Regions from separate parts of the Mus musculus genome. Here regions 1 and 2 are each linked to region 3. The links are chromatin contacts, called in public Hi-C and Micro-C maps. All regions are on one chromosome and are shown on one strand. The core of a region is the stretch at or near the end of the contact, and the rest is flanking DNA. Distances in the headings are between cores, read along the strand shown.

What was found. Hi-C and Micro-C count contacts between places; a contact is called where the count stands out from the background.
Region 1: a contact with region 3 is called in a Hi-C map of CD8 T cells, with 4 times the contacts expected there. The contact joins the promoter of Ncbp1 here to the promoter of Shb in region 3. A contact is called at or near these places in 2 of 39 promoter capture datasets (the 3T3-L1 cell line and hippocampal neurons), 7 of 484 Hi-C or Micro-C datasets (CD4 T cells, CD8 T cells, cortical neurons and 3 more) and 4 of 115 datasets of contacts at active chromatin or transcription factors (extraembryonic endoderm stem cells, fetal liver, microglia and 1 more).
Region 2: a contact with region 3 is called in a Micro-C map of embryonic stem cells, with 5 times the contacts expected there. The contact joins the promoter of Pax5 here to the promoter of Shb in region 3. A contact is called at or near these places in 3 of 484 Hi-C or Micro-C datasets (all in embryonic stem cells).

Annotation. Positions count from the first base shown.
Region 1 is chr4:46,137,251-46,140,133 of GRCm38.p6, reverse strand. It overlaps Ncbp1 (nuclear cap binding protein subunit 1), which reads right to left and starts at 1,623. Exons shown (of 23, transcript NM_001033201.3): 1 at 1,248-1,623. The coding sequence starts at 1,281. It overlaps Tstd2 (thiosulfate sulfurtransferase (rhodanese)-like domain containing 2), which reads left to right and starts at 1,659. Exons shown (of 10, transcript NM_173033.3): 1 at 1,659-1,754.
Region 2 is chr4:44,709,101-44,712,181 of GRCm38.p6, reverse strand. Pax5 (paired box 5) reads left to right here and starts at 1,488. Exons shown (of 10, transcript NM_008782.3): 1 at 1,488-1,819. The coding sequence starts at 1,774. RefSeq lists a promoter at 1-1,256.
Region 3 is chr4:45,529,523-45,532,631 of GRCm38.p6, reverse strand. Shb (src homology 2 domain-containing transforming protein B) reads left to right here and starts at 1,804. Exons shown (of 6, transcript NM_001033306.1): 1 at 1,804-3,070. The coding sequence starts at 2,372.

The DNA of each region.
Region 1 (2,883 bases), core at 374-2,873, 610 kb before region 3:
TATACCGCTGTGGGGTTTGTCTTAACCCAGGGGAGGGAGCCTCCACTGTTCTACTGCCTCCTACTCCACTGCAAGCACAGAAGCTAGGAAACTGTTTAGCAAGTCGGCACTCCTGATGTATTAGGACATTCTCTCAGGTACTACTGGCAGAAACCTGGGGCTCCACTATATGGGATTCGCTTGGTTGTCTTAACATTCCAAGGGAGGAAGCTAACCCAATTAAACTTGGGGGAGGGAGGGCTTTTTTTCTCAACGATGTCAGCATTTATCTGTGTGTATCACCTCTGAGACATTAGCAGTTGACAAAATAAACATCATCATGAACTACTGGTGAGCACAATATCTCATTTAGCCCCCCGTAGAAACCAAATGGCTTAGTATTATCCACAGTCCACGCTTAGGTTTAAGAAGTCATATGACCCTGACAAGATCACATAGTAAATAATCGAGATGTCGAGCTTCGAACCTAAACCCTTCGGTTCTAAAGTTTTTTCTTGCCTTAACCCTTTGGACCTAACACTAACAGCTCCAAGTGTGTTCTTGAAAGGCAATAATGGTGCAACAAAACAAAATTTATGGCAACACAACGACGTCCTTGCCGGCGACCATCAAAACTGACATGAGAATTAATAATCTGCTCGGGTTTTCCTGCACTTTCTTATAAGGGAAATATGCTTAAAGCCAATCCAACAAAACACCCCGTGCCTGTTTATTAGTGACCTCTGGGGTGTTGGTATTCTTTTTTTGAAGCCTAAAAGAGGGGAATCAGCGGGTGGCAGGTGGAGGAGAAGGGCTCAGATTGCAATACATCCGACCTCTGTCATAGCTTTGTTCTTTTCCTGTCTTCCCAGGGTCCTTTCCAAGTACACCCTGGAGGGCTAAAAGGAAAACACTGGTCCACTAGATATATCTCCTCCACTAAGTGATCCTAAGAGGCAGCAGCAGACAGACACACGTGCGGTTTCCATGATCAGTAGTGAGGGATTAAGTCCTCAGTGTCGCGGGACCCCAGGTCGGATTTGCTCACGGGATTCACCAGGCCTTCCTTTCCCATGACTGAAGGAGATGGGGTAGCAGGGAGGCCGTCGCTTTCCCGAAGCCACTATCCACAACCGAGCCAGCAGCCTCCCTTTGGGGCTCCCCGAGCCCTCCCGGGGAGAAAGGATTCCTATCCGTTCCCGGGAGACTGAAGGCGAGCCCGGCCTCGGTTCTCACCCGGACGCAGTGGCCAGGCCGAGAGCACTTACCATCGTTCTCGTAGCTGTGCCGCCTCCGCGACATGCTGCTTGCTGGTGCGCAGCCGATCTGAGTTGCTAGCCGCCTGCAACCCCAGAACCGTCGGGCTGCCGGCCGGCCGGTGCGCGGTCAGCGGCGAGGCGCGCGGACTGAGCGGCGCGCAGGCGCACTCGCTTACGACGCCTGCCGGAAGCGCGTGCAGAGGGGCACCGGATGGGCTCCGCAGTGGAAGGCCGGCGTCTGCAAGTCCAATTGCGGCCGCCTCCTCCGGCTTTCCACCCCGGGCCCTTCTGGACAGCGAGCTAAATTATCCGGGCCGCAGCGATCCCGCCTCGGCTTTATACAGGCCCGGCGGGATTTTCCCGGCGGCCCCTGCGCCGACGACTTAGGAGACTTCCGGAGAAAGGTGACGGCTCAGGGACTCTCTGCGCACGCGCGCGCCGGGGGGCGTGGGCTCGAGGGCGGGGAGCAGCGCCAAGTTGGTGAAGGGAGACCCAGGAAAGGCCTAGGGTTTGCGGGTAGGTGTTCTCTCTTTCTCTCTCGCCATCCCGCTGTAGACGCCTCGGGAGACCTGAGCGGGGAGGAGGGCAAGCCACTTTCAGCGGTAGGGAATCCAGGCCCGTCCGGCTGAATCTGCTCACTGTAGTCCTACTGCCTACTTCTCCCAGCTGACGGACGCCCCAGCTACTGATCGGTGTGGTTCCAATTGTTCTATTCCTCTGCACGTGTACAGTATGTGGACGTCCTCTGCCCTGTGATGGACACCAAACTGTCTTGTCCATGGTCTAGCCCAAACTTTTCCTTCAGTCTTACCTGTTACAGTAAATGGCCGTTTCGGTAGTTTGCTTAAATCCAAGAATTTAGGGAGGAGTCATTAGCTCCTTCACTTCCTGTGTTACAGTTTATCCACTAACACTGCCTGCTATACTCTGAGAGCAAGTCTAGTCAAACTTATTTACTATGCTTAAAACTCTTCACAGACTTAAAGCAATATTTTATGTATTTGTAAGTCTGTACATCATCCTGGAACTGGAGTTTCAGACTCTCTGTGAGCAAGGAGGAGAGTGCGCGGGAGCGGGGTGGGGGTGCTGAATCCCGGGTCTTCTGCTAGAGCAGTAAGCACTCTTAACCAGTGAGCCATCTTGCCATCTTTCCGGCTCTACTTCTCTTTGTTTATTTTAAAGATTATCGTTTTTCTATTCTTTTCATTTATTTATTCGTACATGCAAGCAATCCATCTTTCCAGGAATTTCCACTGCGAATTCCAAACTATGGCTTCTTGGGTTCTGTTCCCGTCATTGTGTGTAAACCACCATGTTCTTCTGCTAAAGTCCAGCTTGTTCACATTTTAGGAATCAAGACTTATTTTCTTTATCTGTTGGTCTCTGCTCTGAAATTTACATGACTAACTGTCAGGGACCTACAGAGTTATTTCTCTGACTCCTCAACTCTTGCTTTATTTCATTCAGCAAGTACTATATTGTATTAATTAACATTTGTCACCGTCTGTACATGGGACAACGAGACGGTGTTCAGGATACTGAAGCCCTAAGTGACCCTCTCAGGAATGATCACAGGTACTGTAGTCTGACGGACTTAATAGCAAAGGGCGAGTGGTACAAATTATCACTCATCCTTTGCTATTGA
Region 2 (3,081 bases), core at 239-2,738, 820 kb after region 3:
CAAAAATCAAACCGCAGATGAGACCCGGACCCACAGGCTGCAGGGAGGGGTGGCACAGGGGACTACGCAGACTACTTGGTGGGGGTGGGGGACTCCCGGGAATCCACAGCCACGTTTCCAATTGTGGCGAAATCTGCTCAGTGAATTTGCGATGTCCGGTGCCCACTGACCCCTCCCCCTATCCTCGAACTCTAGGCTCTCTCCCCTAGGTTGCAGCCCAGCCTCGTGACCACCCCCCTCCAAAAAAAAAAAAATCAAACAAACACTCTCGGAGAGCGATTCACTTTCCGAAACTGCCATTGTCCAGTGGCCCTAGAGCGCTCACCCGCCCTGGAGAACCTTCCCCTGCGACCACCCCCGCAACGGGGCTCTATAGGCTTCTCGCGGCCAAACCCAGCCGCTTGGAATTCAGACTGGGGAGGGAGCAGAGTAGAGGAGGCTTGAGCTCGGACGGCAGGGAGCGAGGTTGGACACCACACCTTTACCTAGTTCCTCTGCAACCGATTTTCTCTCTGGAAAATCAAGTCTGGGAACTCGGGGATGCTACAAGGTCTCTTGGCCCGAGGGCAGTGGGATTCCATTTAGGGGCCTGGGTAAGGTGTCCAGAATTTTTGCCTGTTCTCCGAGCCTGCTAGGATGGTTCTGCTTGGCCCGGGTGCTCCAAAAGCAGAGGACCGGGTTTTATCAGCAGCTTTCCGCTGAACCTCTGGGCTCTGGGGTAAAAAGGGTCGAGTTCTAAAGGGGAGATCTGGGACCTGGTGGCTGAATGGGACCTAGATACTGTAGTGATCTGAAGCTGCCCTGGAAGATGAGCCCAGCAGACCTATGGAGGTTGCAATTGAGTTGGGGGTGGGGTAGTTGGGAACCCCGAGGGCGGGCGCCGCCCTAGGGGTGAATCTGAGGATGCTGGAGCATCCCCTGTGGTTGACAATTGTGCTAGTACAGGGTTCAAAACCACTTGCTTGGCAGAATTGTTCTTTCTTTAAAATAAAAAAATGGGCCTACTGGCCCTCACAAAGCAGAGTTTACATGTAGAGCAAAAGCGCACAGGGCCGCGACCCCCAGACACAGGTTTGGAAGCGGGTACGACCCTGTGACTCAGGTTCTCCTTCCCCTAGGCGCGCGACTAACGCCGGGCCGGGCGCAGTCTGAATCTTTCCTTCCCTGCCCCCAACCCCCTATAAAAGTCCAAGGCGGCACCGAGGCGGCATTGCTGCTCTCTGGGCCTCTTGCACACCTTCGGCCAGGCCTGGTCCGCCCCGTCTGGCACGCTGGGCAGGCCGCAGAGCTGACACCCTTTCCCTGGTTCTTGGCCCGCAGTGCGGGGCGGTGCGCCGGGGGCGCGACGTGTCTGGGGACATCTTGTGATGTTGGCGAGAACAGGACATGATCTCACATGGCGAGAAGCTCTTTAGTTCCTTAATCATTTCACGGTGCCTTCGGACGCTTTTTTTCCACCTAAAACGTTTAGTTTCAGCTCAGTGATCAGCTACCCCAGCTCGGCGGGGGAGCGGAAGGCTTCAATTATTCCGACTTGTGAGCGGGCCCCAGCACCAAAAAAAAGAAAGAAAGAAAGAAAGAAAGAAAGAAAGAAAGAAAGAAAGAAAGAAAGAAAGAAAGAAAGAGGAAAGGAAGAAAGAAAAAGAGGGAGAAAAGAAAATAAAACAAAGAAAGAAAAAAGAAAAGAAAAAAGAAAGAAAAGGAAAAAAGACACCCCAAAAAAAGTGGAAACTTTTCCTCGCTGTCCATTTCATCAAGTCCTGAAATATCGAAATGGATTTAGAGAAAAATTACCCGACTCCTCGGACCATCAGGACAGGTAGGAACACCGCGAAACGGGATTCATCCATGCTTACTCTGGGACACTACCCAGTGCTAGTATCCATGCTAATATCCATGCAAGAAGAAAGGTGTGTGTGTTTGTGTGTGTGTGTGTGTGTGTGTGTGTGTGTGTGTGTAGTTTTCTCAGGAAAAGGCCTGTCCTTCTACAGTGCGTTCACATGGTTTTCACTAGTCCGTCAAGGTGTCTTCAAGGAGGCCTGTTTTCTTTGGTTTTGTTTGATTCTGTTTCTGATACTTGTGTTGGTGTTAATCTGGAGATGTTCAAGTTTGGATCTGTGTGCTCACTTGAGGAGATCAATGTGTGCAGGAGTTTGTGTTACCCCAAATAGGTGTTCAGTTTGAGTTTGTACGCCTGTTGGCATCTTTACTAGCTTGTATCTTGCCTTGAGCATATTAGCATGTGTTTATGAGTTAGTGTTTGTGTGCGTTCTTTTTAAGACTCCAAGATGTGTGTTTGTGTAAATTCTGTGTATATAGTTTGATAAGCATCTCACTCACTGGACATCTACTGCTTAAGAGGTCTGGTCATCTCTATATCCCAAGTGATTTTGGAAGTAAGAAAGAGGTGGTTCTCTGACCCCTCCATTTTTGGATGTCAACAGCTGCCCAATGTGTACATACCAATACATACAAAAGTGCTTGTCTCTAGCACTGGTATAGCTCTGGGGCCTACTAGGGGTATAGTATACAACACATGTGCTGCCAGGCCTAAGTCTTATAATATTGAGAGATAGAATCAAAAGTGATGTGAATTCAGGGCAATTAAGCTCTCACTGTGCAGTGTGCACTGTCTCATTAGTGTAGTGTTGCATTTAGCATTTGTGTACAAGGGTCTCCTACAGCAAGCACAACTTTGGTAGGTAAGAACAGTCTGTGGACTACTGATGACATTTTGACAGTGTACACACACACACACACACACACACACACACACACTCCAATCCCTTGCCTTTAGGCTGTCACCTAGATTAGCCTCTGACATTGTGTGTGTATATATGTCACACTGTATGCTCAGGCTTTGTCCTGTGGGTGCTGCTCCAATGAAGGAGAGCACAAGTGGGTGGGTATGTGAGCCTAGCCTGGTCATTCAGCTGGGGTTACTGTATGTACACAGGCCTTCTTGGCACAGTGCCCCTGTGCCTCCCAGAGGCCCATGCAGTGGGTAGCAGGATATGTTTATGTTTGAGATGTGGCAGGGCAGTAGGCCTCTGTCTATGCTAAGACATAACATGGTATGCC
Region 3 (3,109 bases), core at 555-3,054:
GGCCTCCAGACCCTGGGGAGGACTTTCTTGGCCCAGGTGGCCTGGCTGACTGCCAGGATCTGGCTTCCTTTCCTTCCTGAGCCTAGAAGCTGGAGGGAGGGGGCGGGACGGGGGTGGGGCTTAAAACGAGGATGTCCTGGTCGGTCAGGTTTTTTCCCCTTAATTGGGGCCTCCCTCCATGCAGCATGATTAAGTGCTTGCGCAGCAGAGCAAGGATTTAAAGGGTAATTTGAGACATATAAGTGTAGGGATACCCAAAATAAGCATCTCAGCATCAACTTCTGGGGTCTCTCCCTATCTATGCTCCACACACCAAACGTTCAGCCTTGTCCTGTGTGCAGAGTTTAAGACTATTTCCTAAGGATGCTAAATGAATAGGTCTCAGGTAAGAAATAAGTGGGAATGTTATCGGAGATTGTTGGGGTTCAGGTAGCAGTGGGGTTTGGGAAATTCAAGTGGTCTTAGGGAACGAGAGAGGCAAGTAGTCTGACTACGTGGGGCTGAGCAGATAGATTGGAGCCTTCGGAGTCATGGGTCTGCCTTTTTCTAGTGTGGTGTCGCTGGAGCCTGAGTCTGGTAGGTCGCAGGGAGAGTTTGGAAGAGGTCACATTGTGCCTTACCAGGTCCCGAAGTCTCAGGATGAGAGTCTGACCTCCAGTACTAGCAGATCCTGGATTTGCTCTCTACTTCGATAGGTTACTGTTCCTACAGGACACAGGAAAAACAGTGTGTCCAACCTATATATAATGTACAGGTGACAGGTGAAATTACGGTCACAGTGTGTTATTTTGGCAAATCACCATTCTGAAGGACGGTTTCAGCTCAGAGGTACTCAAGGGGGATGGGGGGTGGGGCTGGCCAAATAGAACTTCCAAACATATCTAACATCTAGAAGGCAGATATCTTATTTCATTTTCAGGCAGTATTTTGTTCTTGACAAGGCTCCTGCTACCCCCTCTGAGAGCAGACTCAGAAAGCTACCCCCCTTTGGCCTGGGTTTCCTCACGTTTGGATAATAACTCCATTGTCTTAAGTTACATCATCACAGTGCCACCAGATCCTAGTCATCCATGTATAATCTACCTCGGGGCCTCAGTTTCTCCATCTGGAAAACTGTCTCTGGATTAAATAGAGTCTCGCCAGCTCCGGCAACCTTAAGCGTTAAATGTTTACATAGCTGGTTCCACTAGGTTGGCAGTGAACAGGGTTAAAGCCCCACTTCCTAGAAGGTGAAAAGGTAAGCAAACAGTCCGACCTCCCCTTAGCCTTGCTCAGGGATTGGTGCCCCGCCTGGTCCCAGCCGCCTATCCCGTCCGGATCCGTCATCTGGATTGCTAATACACTCATTAGCATAAAGAGTTTTTCCGAAGACCCGGCGCCGGAAAAGCTGAACCGGAGTCTCTGTCCCTTTAAAGAGAAGAGGGACAGCCACTCTCTCATTTTAGGGCATCTCCTCTGCATGGTCCTCTCGGTCAACTAGAGGTCGTGCGTTAGTCCAGCCTGCCTACCACCTCGATGGTGGACATCCATTCCTAGAGTGCACGGCGCGTGGGCCCCCAGGGACTGTGCTGACTGCTTTGGCTTCAAAGAGCCGCAGTCCCTGCTGGAGGGAGGCACGGCCTGCCAAGCCGCAGGACGCGGGCGCCCTAGGGCAGGACCCCGGAGCTGGCGCCCAGGCGGCCGCAGGAGGTGGCTCGTGCAGTCGTGAGGAGGTTCCTGGCTGCACGCGGGGGCGTGGCCTAGGAGGGGCGTGGCATTGGCGGAGGGGTGGGGCCTGCGGGAAGGGGCGGGGCCGCGGCGCTGGGCGGGTTCTGGCGGCCGAGTGTCACACACGCGGCGGCTCGGGAGGCGGCAGCAGAGGCAGCGGCAGAGCCAGGCGCCGCCGGGACGGGCAGGGGCGCGCGGGCTCCGCCAGGCGCCGGCCGCCTCCCTCATTCGTTCGCTTGTTTTCCGACCCGCAGTGGGGCCGGGCTCGCCCCCGTGCACTCGAGAAGCCCGCAGCTGGCCGCGGCTCGCACGGGGCAGGGGCGCGCTCCGCGAGGGTGGGGGCGCTGGGTGCGGGCGTGCGCGGCGGGGGGCGCCTGGCCTTCCGCTCTAGGCGGCCCGGGTCCCTATGAGACACGTCTGTGCGGGGCGCGAGATCCAAAGCTCGGTCGGCGCGCGGCAGGGGCGGAGGGCTGTGCAGCAGCGGCCGGAGCCAGGCGGCGGCCGGCAGGAGGCGGCGGCTGCGAGAACTTGAACTTGGCGACCGGTGCCCCGCACGCCCCCCACCGGGGCAGGGGCGTTGCGGGACTGGGCGACAGCGTTGTCCCCCGAATGGCCGCGGCGGCGGACCGGGCTCGCGCGCCGCGGCCCTAGGCGGCCCTTCGCCATGGCCAAGTGGCTGAACAAGTACTTCAGCTTGGGCAACAGCAAGACTAAGAGTCCGCCGCAGCCGCCGAGGCCGGACTACCGGGAGCAGCGGCGCCGGGGCGAGCGACGAGAGCAGCCCCCGCAGGCCGTGCCGCAGGCCTGCTCGGCGTCCTCGGCGTCCTGTGGGTCGGCCGCCGCCTGCTTCTCGGCCTCGTCGGGCTCTCTGCCCGACGACAGCGGCAGCACGAGTGACCTCATCCGCGCCTACCGCGCGCAGAAGGAGCGCGACTTCGAGGACCCGTACAACGGGCCGGGCTCGTCGCTGCGCAAACTGCGAGCTATGTGCCGCCTGGACTACTGCGGCGGCGGCGGCGGCGGGGACCCCGGCGGGGGCCAGCGCGCCTTCACGGCGGCAGCGGGAGCTGCGGGCTGCTGCTGCGCGGCGGCGGGAGCGGGCGCCGCCGCGTCCTCGTCCTCATCCTCCGGCTCCCCGCACCTCTACCGCAGCAGCAGCGAGCGGCGGCCGACGACGCCGGCGGAGGTGCGCTACATCTCCCCTAAGCACCGACTCATCAAAGTGGAGAGCGCGAGCGCTGCGGGGGACCCTCCGGGAGGCGTGTGCTCTGGCGGCCGTACCTGGAGCCCGACGACCTGCGGAGGCAAAAAACTGCTCAACAAGTGCTCCGCCGAGGAGACCGGAGCTGGTCAGAAAGATAAGGTAAGCTCCAAAGCTATTGGTGCGCTTGGGGAACTGAGG